Regions from separate parts of the Rattus norvegicus genome. Here region 2 is linked to region 1. A link is a contact called in public Hi-C data. All regions are on one chromosome and are shown on one strand. Each heading gives the region's core, a stretch centred on a gene start, on an enhancer-like site or on the middle of the called end of the contact. The rest is flanking DNA. Distances are from core to core; before and after follow the strand shown. Region 1 overlaps Mrps27 (mitochondrial ribosomal protein S27). Region 2 overlaps Bdp1 (B double prime 1, subunit of RNA polymerase III transcription initiation factor IIIB).

What was found. A called contact is a pair of places that touch in the nucleus more often than the background predicts.
Region 2: a Hi-C map of frontal cortex shows a contact between it and region 1, with 2.4 times the contacts expected there. The contact joins two enhancer-like sites. A contact is called at or near these places in 2 of 12 Hi-C or Micro-C datasets (Schwann cells and frontal cortex).

The regions. Positions count from the first base shown.
Region 1 is chr2:32,478,828-32,485,814 of GRCr8, forward strand. The region is part of intron 2 of Mrps27 (mitochondrial ribosomal protein S27); the gene reads left to right. Among named protein-coding and RNA genes, the nearest start is that of Mrps27, 8.1 kb to the left of the region's middle. Within about 2 kb of position 3,529, at least 88 of the 93 cell types and tissues checked have an H3K27ac peak or open chromatin away from gene starts, as enhancers often do.
Region 2 is chr2:33,118,417-33,125,403 of GRCr8, forward strand. Bdp1 (B double prime 1, subunit of RNA polymerase III transcription initiation factor IIIB) reads right to left here. Exons shown (of 39, transcript NM_001402161.1): 36 at 4,013-4,049; 37 at 2,194-2,461; 38 at 554-809. Among named protein-coding and RNA genes, the nearest start is that of Mccc2, 12 kb to the left of the region's middle. Within about 2 kb of position 2,990, at least 23 of the 93 cell types and tissues checked have an H3K27ac peak or open chromatin away from gene starts, as enhancers often do.

The DNA of each region.
Region 1 (6,987 bases), core at 2,279-4,778:
CAGGAAGCTCATAGAACCCTCTGCTTCCCTTGTTCCTGTTTCACAGTTCAGGTTGCAAGCAGCCTTTCTTGTATAAATTACCAAGGCCTAAAAGAAGTCGCTGACCCTACAGGCGCATTTTCCAAATGCGCAAGCAGTGGCGACGGTGCGGAGTGAATAGGTGGGCGATGGGCTGAGACTGTCGCTGTGCGCATGTCTACCTGTGCTGACCTAGCACCTCCCACCACCCACCTGCGTGTGCTCAACTCCTCAGTTTCTCTGTGTTGTGTTAGATAAGAACAAAGCCCTCCCTGCGATGGACTCTTCTAGAAGAGCAGGGATGTAGCCTTTAGTTTGGCCACCTTTAGGATGCTTCAGAACATGGTCTCCTTTGAGAATGTGAGTTGAGGACTTGGCCAGCAGCTCTAGATGGGGTGTGTGGCCGGGGGCGGCCAAAGCAGAGCTAGGCAGGTTCTGAGGGTGTGTGATCAAGCCCTCCATAGGGAACTTAAAGCCTGACTCTCGCAGCCTTTAAATCAATACTTTATACCGTCTGGAGATTAAATTCAAAGGTAATACATTTTCTAAATGTAACACTTTAAAATGAAGCAGTTTGGTTTATAGTAGTACTCTGAAATGTAATTCAGAAGTCACTACACTCTCTCATTTTCTATGTACAGCCCTGACCCACAGGACAATGGGTATGGGCACAGATGTACTCTACTAGGGAAACCAGACATCACAGGTATCCCTAGAGTGACATTTTTACTTTAAAAATGGACAGTTTTTGATAAAGTTCTAAATAACTCAAATGTCCACTTATAGTCCATTGTTATAGTCAATTTAATGAAAAATATCTAGCTTATTTTTAAGTATGAAAGTGCTTTGTGTTCATGTGTTAAAACGAAATTAGTTCCATGAATTAGAAGCAGGTTTGAAAGTAGTAAAGGGTCTCTCGCTGAATGTGGAGGGGAGCTGGCACCAACAAATCCAGGCAAGCTCAGCACCTCGACCCCGCAGGAGTGGGCTGTAGGCCTGCACACAACCATTCTGGACTTTAGATGTGGGGACTGGGGACTCACACTCAGATTTTCACTCTTTTTTTTTTTTGGTTCTTTTTTTCGGAGCTGGGGACCGAACCCAGGGCCTTGCGCTTCCTAGGTAAGCGCTCTACCACTGAGCTAAATCCCCAGCCCCCAGATTTTCACTCTTACTCACTGGCCCATACCCTAGCCCCTAGAAGGACTTTTCAACCTACAAAAAATTATTGAGCTCCTCTCTACCTTTCGCCCATATTCACTTTTTGTTTTCATTTTGATGTTTTTGTTTTCTCATTCTAGTGTGTGTGCGTGCGTGCGTGCGTGTGTGTGTGTGTGTGTGTGTGTGTGTGTGTGCGCACGCCCTGTCAGAGAGGTGTGCACATGCTGTTTTTTAACTGAGATACTGTTTCACCCATCCTAGCCTTCAGTCTCAAATTCTTCAGTATACACACTCGTCATCTCCCACAGCACATTTATTGAGTTCATTCGTTAATGCTTTTTTTCTTGCTTTTTGTCACTTGACTTCAAAATGCCCCTTATCAAATTTTTTCCTCCTCTAATACAGGATGCATTCTGGGTTCATGTTGCATTTAAGTCAAGTGTTCTTAATTTGAAATTATTCCTTACCCTTTTTTATTCCTCAGGCCTTTCTCACCGTTCTTTACGGTTCAGTTGCAGTTTTGCTTCCCATGCACACTACTCTGTGGCAATGTGATCCTGTCTGGGTGTCTGATGCGGACACAGCTGGTGACTCTCCGCCTCCCCTACACACATCAGCTCCATGTCCTGGTCACATGAGTTCTCAGCTGCAACACTGGCGGGTGTTCTCGACTGGCAGGGAGACCTTTAACTTAACGATGGTGTCCTGCTGCATCTCAAGTCTTCCCGTAGGTTTTCTTTCCGTCCATGCCTGAGTCAGTCTACACCTAAAGGTTGCAGAGTGGCGATTCTCCACCTCCTACTTGCCCTGCCTATTTACTAGTTGGCACCAGTGTGTTCCCCTTAGGCCGCAGACCTCGCTTCCTTTCCTGTTTCCTTCTCATGTATCTGTGGTCATACTTTGTGTTGACGGTTGTTGATTGCTGGGATTTTCCCCACTGGTTCATTGCTGTCATTATTTGGAGTCTAGTGTCCCATGCTGCCTGGCCAATATATTTTCCCAGTTTATTTTCCATGTCCTCTTTCTCACCACTTGCTTCCTTCTTGCTTAACAGTGTGTTCTAGGCTTAGTACCTTCCCTTCCCTAGCCTGGACTCAGCCCTTCCTTGGGAATGCTCGTGAGTTGTATTAGAAACAGGAGCTAGGCATTAGATGTCATTGATTCTTACCCAATAGCTCAAATTCCCATTCATCTGCACGGGGTTTTCCCTGGCTTTGCTGTGGTCTCCTTTCTATGGTTAGAGCTCGGTTCCCAACAGAGGCAGGGCTTTGTGGGGAGTCATAGCATTGCATGTTATACAATATCTTCTATCTAGAAAGTAGCAGCTCTCTGGTCATCGTGAAAGTTAAAAATAATCTATGCATACGTTAAGATGTCCTCTGAATTCAGTTATTCTTCTCTTAGAAGCCATGCACTCGGATAATTCTAATGTGGCTTCAAATAGCTATATAGCAAAGATCGTTCTCATGTGCCATATGTGAATAAATCCACAGTGCTATGGAACTATAAATAAAGGAGTGATGCATTCTGGGAAAGCTTATGGTTAAACATTTCCCTAGGTATGGAGGAAAGATGAGGAAATGGGGCCAGCCACTGTTGGTGTCTTGTGTTAGGTGCAGTTAGATCATTTAGACATATGGGCACAAACCTAAAGGGCTTTGTCCTGGTCACATGAATAAGTTTGCCAAAAAGTACGATGATAATCTGTTACACATAAATATCACAGGGAGCCAATTGTCTCTTCCGTGTTGAGACCAGTGCTTGAGTAAATTACCAGTCATTGCTGCCCCTCTGCCTCCAGTCAGAACTGTTTTCCTACTCTGTAGCTTGTCTTGTGCCTTCCCGCAGTAGCATGATGTGGATTCTGCACCCAAGGCTGGCAACTGGGTTTGTGTCCGGATGTCACCACTGTCCATGTCTATAGTTATGTTAGGGATGATTGATGTCTGCCTAGTTCCTAAACATTCATCCTAGAAATATGTGGAATGGATGAGTCCCTGGGTCCCTCTGTATGTCTCTCTGTATATTTGATGTGAAGTAAAGTTTGGAATTCAGACTGCCTGGAAGAAAACGGAGCCTTCGGAGGCTGTACGTTTTTCCCATTGTGTAACTGCTACCTCCTCTGGTTCATAGATGCACATTTTTCTGCATAGCATGACTGCTTGAGTTTGCTAGGGTTGAGCTCTGATTCTGAGCAGGGCTCCAGGTGCTCCTTTCCTGCATTTCCGCAGGTCAGGCAGTAGATGGCAGTGTGGTCCTTGCGAGAAACGCCCTTCCGTCTGTGCTGAGGCGCGGGAGAGCGTGCGCTCATGTGGAGCGCGGTGATTGGATATCGCTCTGGGAGTGCTGTGAGGTGCTCGGGTCGGGTTCGCTGATTGGAGGAGGGAGGAGGGCCGATATGAGGCATTTGCTCCTGTGGCCCTCATTGGCGCCGCTGCGGGTGTGGCGTTCTTGGCTCCGCCCGCCGTCCCCGGAGAGGGCTGTTTCAGGGGTGCCTAGGATCCTTGAGCATTAAAATGCTGCCTCTATTTTCTTGAAAGCTACTTGTTGCATTGTCTTGTGCATTCAGAAAGGCAGATCCTATGCAGTGAATTATCACAAAGTGAGCACACCTGCATAGGAGGCTGGAGCATCCTTCCCGCTCTGGAGACTGGGTTGTCTTTCCTGGCTTTCTTCAGAGACACCCGAAATTCTGATTTGCAACACCAGAGGCTGCTTTCTAAAAGCAGTTTAGCACTTTACACGAGAAAGTGTAAAACAGGAAAGTAGACAATGCTGTAAAGAATCCCCAGCATCCGCCATCTGCTTTCGGCTGTTATCAGCTTATGTCTGCTCCCCTTCCTAATCCTTTGGACTGTTTTGAAGCAGATCCTGCGCGCGCGCGCGCGCGCGCGCGCGTGTGTGTGTGTGTGTGTGTGTGTTATAATTAAAAAAGATAAGACTTTTTTTTTTTTTGGTTCTTTTTTTTCGGAGCTGGGGACCGAACCCAGGGCCTTGCGCTTCCTCTGTAAGCGCTCTACCACTGAGCTAAATCCCCAGCCCAAGATAAGACATTTTTAAAGCCATTGTTGTATATAAAGGTATATGAAATAATCAGCTTCTGTTACTGTTTTTTGTTTGTTTGTTTGTTTGTTTTTGTTTTTTTGGGAGGGACCAGGTCTCACCTTGTAAGCCTTGGTAGTCAGGAGGACCTTGAACTCAGAGATCCACCTACCTCTGCCTCCCCCGGATTGAGTGTGTGCACCACCACACCTGACCGATTTCTGGTATTCTTATAAACATACTTTTAATGCTCTAATTGAACAAGGAACCAACTGAATCACACAGATACAGTTGTGCTTTCTCTTGACTCTTTAATAAAAAAAAAATTGTAGAAACATGGGAGTAAACCAGATTCAACAGTATTAGTTCGAGTTCATCTATATGCTGTACCCCTCTATCAGATTGCTGCCACCCAGTCATTTTATATGTATTTTGATATGTACCTTCAAAGTCGATTTTTAAAGAAAACTATAATGGCATCCTTAAACACTGCATGTTCCCATTTCATCATGTGTTAAACATGCGTTCTTCACTCACAGAGGACTTACGTGTCACATCCCGCATGACACACTCACATGTCCCGCTTGCGAAAACTCACTTTCGTAGAGCATCTCACACTCTTGATTTGCAGATTGCATCGTTCTGCTGGTGATGAATGTGTCTAGTTTCCCATCTGTCCTAGCTGTAAAAAATAATATGATCGGGTTCGGGGCTTATTTTATTTGTTGTTATTGTTTTTTCCATGGTTGGTGGTCTAGTTGGACTTATTTTTGGTCATTTTGTTTGTGGTTAGTCTTATCCCTTGTTATTAATGTTGTTTTTGCTTTTATTTTTGTTGTCATGGGTTGGAAGAATCAAGATTGTTAGGAGGTCCTCACAGCCTGACTCTAGGGTCCACACGGCCCAGAGCCTCATAGTTTTTCCTACAGATCTAGGAGGGCTCAGCCCACCATTTGTGTCACGGGCCGACTGTTGTCCTTTTCCGTGGTTACTGCAGCTTTAGCCCTTGACCAAAGAGCCAGGTAGTGGTTTCTGGGTACTTGGTTTTGGCTGCTTGTTACTTAGTGGCTTAAGAGAGATGATACGTTACAACATGGAGCTGAGTGGAGGAAAAGGCTGCAGGAACAAACCCAAGGTCAAGTTTCAGAAAACACCAGCTGCAGTTGAGTATGGGTGGAGAGCTCAAGGCCTGGATCCCCCCCACGTCCTCCCCCAATGCCCACACCCCCTCCATCCCTGCCTCAGCCTCCTGCCTGAGGAAATGTATAGTGCAGTCATCTCTACCCAAGTGGTCTCTCCAGGCCCTGGGGTGGTAGAACACTGGAGAGTCGTGCAGAAGGCAAACGGGCTTTTCCAGTTTTAATTCAAAGTGGAATGTTACAGTGTACTTTATTCCTGCCTCGCTGAGCAATCATTTTCCACAGAACAGTAGCAGGTGGTGATGGACTGCAGCCTGGAGGGCTCTCTGAGAGTGCTATTTGGGGAGTTAAATTCCCTTAGATACAGCGAGACGCTTTCTTGAGGCATGTTCCTATGATGGGCACACCTCCTGCCTAGACAGTTTTGAGTTTAGGTGAGTGAGTTTATGGAGTCCCAGCTCCTACCTGCTGTATGCCTCAGGGCATCTGTCTTAGTTGACAGGGAAGTATGCTCGGGGACAGGTGGGAGCCTGGTGGGGTGTGGGAAAGCCGCTCAGTCACCTGACTGCAGAGAGGCTCCTCTCCCCTTCTCCTGCTTCAGCTAGAAGGGAATGGGTCTTACATTACCCCATCCCACTGGTATGGAAGTTAGATCCTCTATTTCTGTTTTTTTTTTTTTTTTAAAGATTATTGTCCTTCTTCTAAGGTAATTACTTAACTTAAATTCTAACGCTTACCACTTTATCCTTTAGAATAGCATACACACACACACACACACACACACACACACACACACACAGAGGCACACAAAGAAAAAGTGATACACTATGCTATTGTCCAATACTAAAGCTTTATCTTTCAAAACATTATATTTAAGCTGCTCTCTGGGCCCCTTTATTTACTCTCAGTTCTTACATCTCAAGTCATCTCTGAACAGCACCTACTTAACTGGACCTCTGAAGACTTCCTTAGCACTGCTGCAATACTGTTTGCATTCCTTGTCTCTACTCTGTCCCCTGTCTAAGTGTAAACACTGCCTGCTAGTGTTCATTCTGTCCCTTCCCTCATCCAGTTCTATTTCTGCCTTTCGATGCTATGCTCAAACCAAACCAAACCAAACCAAAACCCTCTCCTGGTAGAGTTAAGGTCCTTGGTTTGTTTAGAAGTTTTGGTTTGGTTTTCCTTTGTAAGTAGCTCCTAATTTTCCCCCTAGCTCTTTTTAAGATGACCCCATTCTCCCATTTCACAATGACACAGAATCTGTTTGTTGGGCTTATATGTGCAGAAGACTCTCTTTTATTATTAATCCTGAAACGCTCTCAGGAGACAGCTGGTTTGGTAAAGTGCTTGCTGAGAAAGCCCAAGGACCCAAGGGTGATCCCCCAGCACCTAATGAAGCCAGATGGGGAGTGGGCGGGGACAGGGCGGGGCCGGAAAGAAAGGATGATCCCCAGCACTGAGGGAGCCGGGTGAGTGGTGGGGCAGAGCAGGGCTGGAGAGATGACTCTGCCTAGGAGCATTGGCTGCTCTTGCTGGTGGGTTTGGCTCCCAGCAGCCACCTGTAACTCTCACAGGACCTGACACCCTCTTCTGACATCAGGTACTGCAAGCACATGGTGTACATATG
Region 2 (6,987 bases), core at 1,740-4,239, 640 kb after region 1:
ATGCTATGCACTGCCACTGTCACACTGCTAACAGCTGCAAGTGTTCCGCAATACACCTGACGGGGATGCTAAAGCTGACAAGGCAGCTCACGGGGAAGGAAGACATCTTCCTAGAATGCATGAAGCCCCAAGTCAAATCAAATCCCCACCACTGTAGGAGAAGTAGTAACAATATTTTAGCAGTAACAAATAGAAGGTCACAGACTTCTGTTTCAACCTAGAACTTGCCATTAGACTCAGGATGCATAGAAATAATATACAAACAAATTCTAGTTTTATGCTTCCTTGAATTTTTATGAGTCAGGACTTTTTCTCCCAAGACAAATAACACTACCAGTATGGGTCAGAGAGCTGGATTGAAGGAACTGCAAGTAAGTGTCCCAATTCTGGCTATTTCAATAGGTCATACTAAATTAGCTGCATTTCTGTGGTAAACGGAAGTTGCACTAAAATAATTTCTGACATCCAAGTGAAAATAAACTTGTTTTTTTCTTCCCTTATTCAGATAATAAATGTATCTAATACACAATAAAACACGACAGTTGGCACATACCTCAGCTGCTGAGCTTTCAGAACTTCCAGTGTTATCAGAGACAGTTTCAGTCACACTTGGTGGTGGGAGTGGATCTGAAGATTCTTGATTTTTTTTCTGGCTTGCATGAAGTGGATTAGGTTTTTTCAAATTTCGTCGTGATACAGGTATATGAGGCTTTAGTCGCTTCTTACTATGGGTTTGAGTCACTTCATCAGATTCCAAACTATTTTTTGGACATATTAATGATAAAAATCCCAAAGGCCTTCTGCCAGGTCTAGAAATGAATACACAAAGATTCAGACAAATGTGTACACACACACACACACACACACACACACACACACACACACACACAAACGCCCTTCGCTGCTGATGTGACAGGAGGCCTTTCTCTATGTAGCTAAGTCTCCCTGACTCAGCCTCTCAAGCTCTGCTACACTACAGTAACTCAGCAAGGCACATTCTTAAAATAATTTTATTTCAATTAATGCTGAAGTGGTACTTTAGCAAGTACTGATGACACTACTCTTTGATGTATATCTGTGACACAGACAAGGTTAAGCTTAAAAGTGCACATGAATTACCTGGGGAGCATTACCAACATGGAATTCTGGATCTGAAACAGATAAAGCCTGAGTCAAATGCACCAGGACTGCAAGTTTTAGAAAACATGCTGAGTCCATGGCGCAGCCTAAGGATGGTCTGTATGAGCTTCTGTATTGTTTGAAGTTTGTTTTTGGTTTTTCTTTTTTAAGGCAGGGTTTCTCTGTGTGGACCTGGCTGTCCTAAAACTTACTCTGTAGACCAGGCTGGCCTTAAACTCGGATATCCACATGCCTCTGCCTCCCAGGGGCTGGAATTAAAAGGCCTGCGCCAGCATCCAGCCGATATTGTTTGTTTGTTTGCTTGTTTGTTTTTTCAAGACCCGGTCTCACTATGTAGGCTCTCACTGTTCTGGAACTCACTATGTAACCAGTTGAAGGCTGGCCTCAAAGTCACAGAGATCTACCTACTTAGTGCTGGGATTAAAGGTAAGTTCCACCATGCTGAGCTTGAAATAAGTCTTTTAAAGATATACGTGTCTTTTCCCTTTAGTGAAAGCTAGTGCCTGTTATTTTTAGTTTACCAAATTAAAGTTTCTGATGCAGCTGACAACAGTAATTACTAATTCCCCTAAAGGCTTCTTTCAAGTGCGTATGTGAAAATGAGTGGCGGCAGTACGTAAGGACCTAAAGAGAAACCATACTGAAAGCCACAAGGAAACAAAATGACACACTATTTGAAAAATGAATAGAACAACTTCCAGAGTCACACGACACCAACTCTATATTGTCTCATCCCAGCTACATGTTTGTTTCACAAACACCAGGTATATTCATCAAAACAATGACCACAAACAGACTGGAACTGAAGTGCAAATGTCTAAGGATTTGCTGTTTAACCAGTCAGTTTTAGTAGAGCGAAGCCCCAGTCATACAGAATGTATACCTGGACTATTTCTGTAGGCCTTGGGCTAAACTGTCTTCCCATTACACAACTGATGGAGGCTACATCTATAGAAAAGCTTAGCACCGAGTGTCATCCTCTATCAAGCCTGCTGCATATTGTTTCTCCTCATCTGAGAACAGGGAGAGTCAGTACAGAGTCTCTAATGATACCTGGTCAGAGGGGGTTTTGAAGATGACGTCACGCTGTCCCTCTGTTTAGAATTGGAAGCAGGATCCGTTTTCTCTTCTTTATCAGATACTACCTCACTCTGAGGCAGTTCAGTCATGGTGTTTTCTACACATGCATCTTTTATTTCACCAAGAGACCCAGATGACCCTGTATTCTGAGACGTTTGTTCACTGTGTTCCTTTTGAGGTTTTGAGGTTGCATGTGTGCTCTCTGAGGTAGGGAAAATGCCTTGTCCCATGCAAGACTCCTCTTCAAAGAGAAAATAGAGAGAGATTTGAAATATTTAAATGAGTTGAATAAGTTGGAGTATCTTAAGGAAAACAAACCCAGCTCAGCAAGAACAGTATATTAGAGTCAGTGGAGTAGACTATTAGGAACTACCGATTAGAGCAGGGGACTGCGGTGTAAGCATGTAACCCTAGCAACCAAAAGGCTAAACAGAAAGACTACTTTATGAGTTTGAAGCCAGTCTGGGCTACACAGAGAGTCCTATAGAGTGAGACCCTATCTCAAGAAGGAAGAAAGAAACAAGCAGGAAGGGAAGGAAGGAAGGAGAGCGAGAGACAGAGACAGACAGACTGAAGAACAACATATCAAGAAAAATGACTTGAGGATGAGTGAGGTTGCCAAAACAATGAATCAACACAGCTATCACGTGACTCCAGGATAGACAAAAGTCAGGAAAACAAAGGAGACTTTACACCAAAGGGGAAAAGTCTTTACACCAAGCAAAATGAGATCACAGGGCGGCTGAAAAGCTCGCAGTCACAGAACGGCTAAGCAGCGAAAACAAGAACCCGAGGCCAGGCGTCTCTGTGAGTCTCAGGCCAGCTGGGGCTACACACTGTGACCCTGGGTGTGGTGATGCACACCCAGAATCCCAGCAACCCAGAGGTAAAGGCAGGAAGACTGCCATAAGTTCAAGGACAGCCAGGAATAAACAGTAAAACTGTCTTAGAAACACCAATGCACAAACTGCAACCCAGAAGCACAAGGAACATGAAAAGGCAAGTCAGCATGACTCCTCCTGAGCTGGGAATGCATGAGAAACTCACGTCTACTGGTAAAACGGATCTACTATGTCAAAGACACAAGGAACCAAATAAATGAAATAAAGAACCAATTCGGAACCCAGAGAGGACTCAGCAACATGGATGTAAAGGCAGGCAAGGAAACTGAGATTTGGGGATGGGAGTGAAGGTGTATGAAGAGCAGGGATAGAATACAAAGAAAAATATTGGGAATCAAAAAGGTGAATCAAATTAGAACTACCGTGGAAAGCATTAACAATAAACCAGACCATCCCTCTCCCAAAGACACCAATACAACTATAACACAGAACTGTAGAAATAGAAATAGTATGTATTAGTACAAAAACAGCTATGCAATGCAGTAGAATAAAACAGAAATAAATATGTAGCTACAGACACCTGATTTTCAAGAAAGGTGCTAAAACAATGAAGATAGCCTAGTTTCTTCAACAAATAGTGCTGAGAAAACCAGTTACTATAACAACAGAACAGAGCTAGTTAGCTCTCTCTTATCCTGTATAAAACTAAATTTAAAATAGATTAAAGGTCTTACTCTAATCCTTAGAGTGAAACATAAGAAAACACTTCTAAAAATAAGCATTGATAAGGACCTTTTCAATGATATTATTCCTCTTAAAATTTAGTATATCTACGGTTTATCAGATATCTGTTTTACCCATGTTAATGGTTCTTATTCAAATAAATAAACAAACAAACAAATCAAGGGTACTTAGCAAAATACAGTCTTATTTAAATTTATTTCACTCACCTGTTTTCTCAAAAACATTTAATTCCTCTGAACATACCTGTTTCAAAAAAATATACAAAGTTTTTAGAAATCCACTTATTACGTAAATTGAAATTCCATTCTCTCCATCATGCTACAGAGAACAAACATTTCTGAGAAAGCTTTAGAGTTAGATGTGGAATTATACCTCAAATTAAACATTTGTGGAAAAAAGATATTGCTGCTATTTAAATTGATCTAGATAGAGCACACTGGAAAAGTGAAAGCTGTTAAATGCCTTTTATCTTGGGCATAATATTGATACCAAATCTTAAAAGGCATCAAATGAAACAATTCTTTTCATATTTATGGAGCTGAGTATCCAAGTCAGGATCTCACACAGGCTAAGCAAGTGCTCTACCACTGAAGTCCATCCCTGACCCCTCAACTTAAAGACCTTTAGAAAGAGCCCACTGACAAACTAATACTAATAGTCAATTAGTAGTCTGCTTCAAAAATGCCAAGATGATACAACAAGATAAAAGTCTAATATAATTCAACAGAAAAACTATACAACTCTCCATTCTTTAAAAAAAAGGCATGTAACTAAGGTTTCTGCAAGGTTGTCAGGCTGATTGCAGACTCTTAGACTCAACCAAACAGTTTTCAACACAGAAAGCTACTTTGAGTTGAAAATAGTGCAAGAGAAAGCCAGCTGTGGGAGCACTTATTTATAATCCCATTCTGGAACACAGAGGCAGAATAATCTTGACTTGTGAGTCCAGCCTGGGCTATATAGCCACATCCTTCTTGTCAAGAAAGAAAAGAAGAGCAAAGAAAAGCAAAGTAAAGAAACAAAACTTATAAAATAAAATCACAAATAAACCCAGCAGATTTCCTTTTCCTTAAATCTTATTATTGTTTATTTTTATTCCCTTTCCTGGTTTCCTGCCCATAAGCCCCCCTCCCCTCTCCCTCTCCCAAATCTTATTATTTTTATGTTTAATATTTTGTTTGCATATATCTGTACATGATGTGAGTGCAGATGCCCTTGGGGATCAGACGAGGCCATTAAATCCTCTGGTCCAGGAGTTACCTATATTTGCGAACTACCATGTGGATGCTGGAAATTGAACCCAGGTCCTCTGCAAGAACAACAGGAGTAAGAAGAACATCTCTTCAGCCTTACACATATTTTAGCACACTGATAGCAATATGCGTTTTTCATCTGTGTGTTACATCCTCCATGAGTGGGGAGTAAGGTGAATGTGGGTGGAGTCAGAGGACTGCCTTTGGTACCGTCCTCAGATCAGCCTCAGAAATACTAGTCACCTCTTTGAACGTAACCCTAGACTGCCTGAGCCCATGCATGGATCCTTCTGTCTCTGTCTGCCCAGCAGCAGGGTTACAAGCACATGCCACCATACCTGGCATTTTTACTTGAGGGCTGGACACTGAACACAGTTCTCATGCTTGAACTCAAGTACTTTGCCCACTGAGTCTTTACCCTGCCCCCACATGTATCCCTTAAAGAATAAAAATAAAGGGACTGGAGAGATGGCTCAGAGGTTAAGAGCACTGACTGTTCTTCTAAAGGCCCTGAGTTCAATTCCCAGCAACCACATGGTGGCTCACAACCATCTGTAAATGGGATCCAATGCCCTCTTCTGGTGTGCATGAAGACAGCTACAGTGTACTCATATAAAATAAATAAATCTTAAAAAAAAGTTGTGGTGAGCAATGTCCCCTCACAATGCACAGTGTACTAATTAAAACATCTTTTCTATAGCAAAGCAAAACGTATGGATCACAAATGGTGACCCACACCTATAATCTAAATACATGAGAACAGCGGTTCTCAACCTGTGGGTTGTGACCTCTGTGGGGTCCCATATCAGATATTTAGATTATGATTCATAATGACAGCAAAAATTACAGTTATGAAGTAGCAATGAAATAATTTTATGGTTGGGGTCACCACAAGATGAGGAACTGTATTAAATAAAGGATTGCATCATTAGAAAGGTTGAGCGCCACTGCTCTTGTCACTAAACCAGGAGGTTCATGACTTTCAGACAGACAGATAGACATACACACATACACACACAAATCAGAGAACTTTGTCTCCCTTCTGATAAGACCTTACTATACCCAGGGAGAAGGTACATGACTCTAATCTCACCATCAGCAAGCAAGGCTGAGGGGCAAGACAATCATAATTTTGAGGGCAGCCTGGGCTACCCCAAGTTCTAGGCCAATCTGAGTTCCACAGCTAGTCTCTGCCTTAGAAAAACAAAACAACAGAAAGGCTGCCAACAGACCTGGGTATAGTTCAGTGCTAGAGCACCTGTCTGACACACACCAGTTCATTCCTAGATTGGTTTCCCAGCAGTGCATAAGTAAACAATGACACATACATAGAAGAGTCTTTCAGTTCTAGCCTGACTTTCTATTTTCTAACTGTATGGGTCAAATGACTTATAAAAGAACAAAGCAAAACAGAAAATTCCCTCCCTGTCCTTTTTTCTTTTGGTGTCGATGATGACTGGGGCTCAGTCTGTGAGGTTTCATAAGGAAATGTTCCTCACAGAGGGGAGCAAATGAAATACCTTAGGACAGGATGGATTACAGAGCAGTCAAGGAACTGAAAGAGGGCCTATGTGGCTACAGAGCGAGACGGAGATGCACACAGAGTAACATTAAGCATTGGAGCGTGTGGTTTTATTCCTGAGAGAAAAAGTGTTAATGCACGATGAAGAGAATGTTACTGTTATCTTCACACATTAGAAAGATTATTCAGAGCCCTGAGGTTGTAACTATAACAGCCCACAGTTGCTAGGCAGGTGGCAAAGTGAAGATCTAGACTAACAGGAAGCTTGTTATTTTCAGCCACTGTAGGTTTCCTAATTAATGTTTGGTTACCTCTTTGAACTGATTAAAAATGATCATCTCAAACTACCTTGACCTGGATATGATGACTAGTGTCAGAAATACCTTTCTTATGTCTACAGATCAGT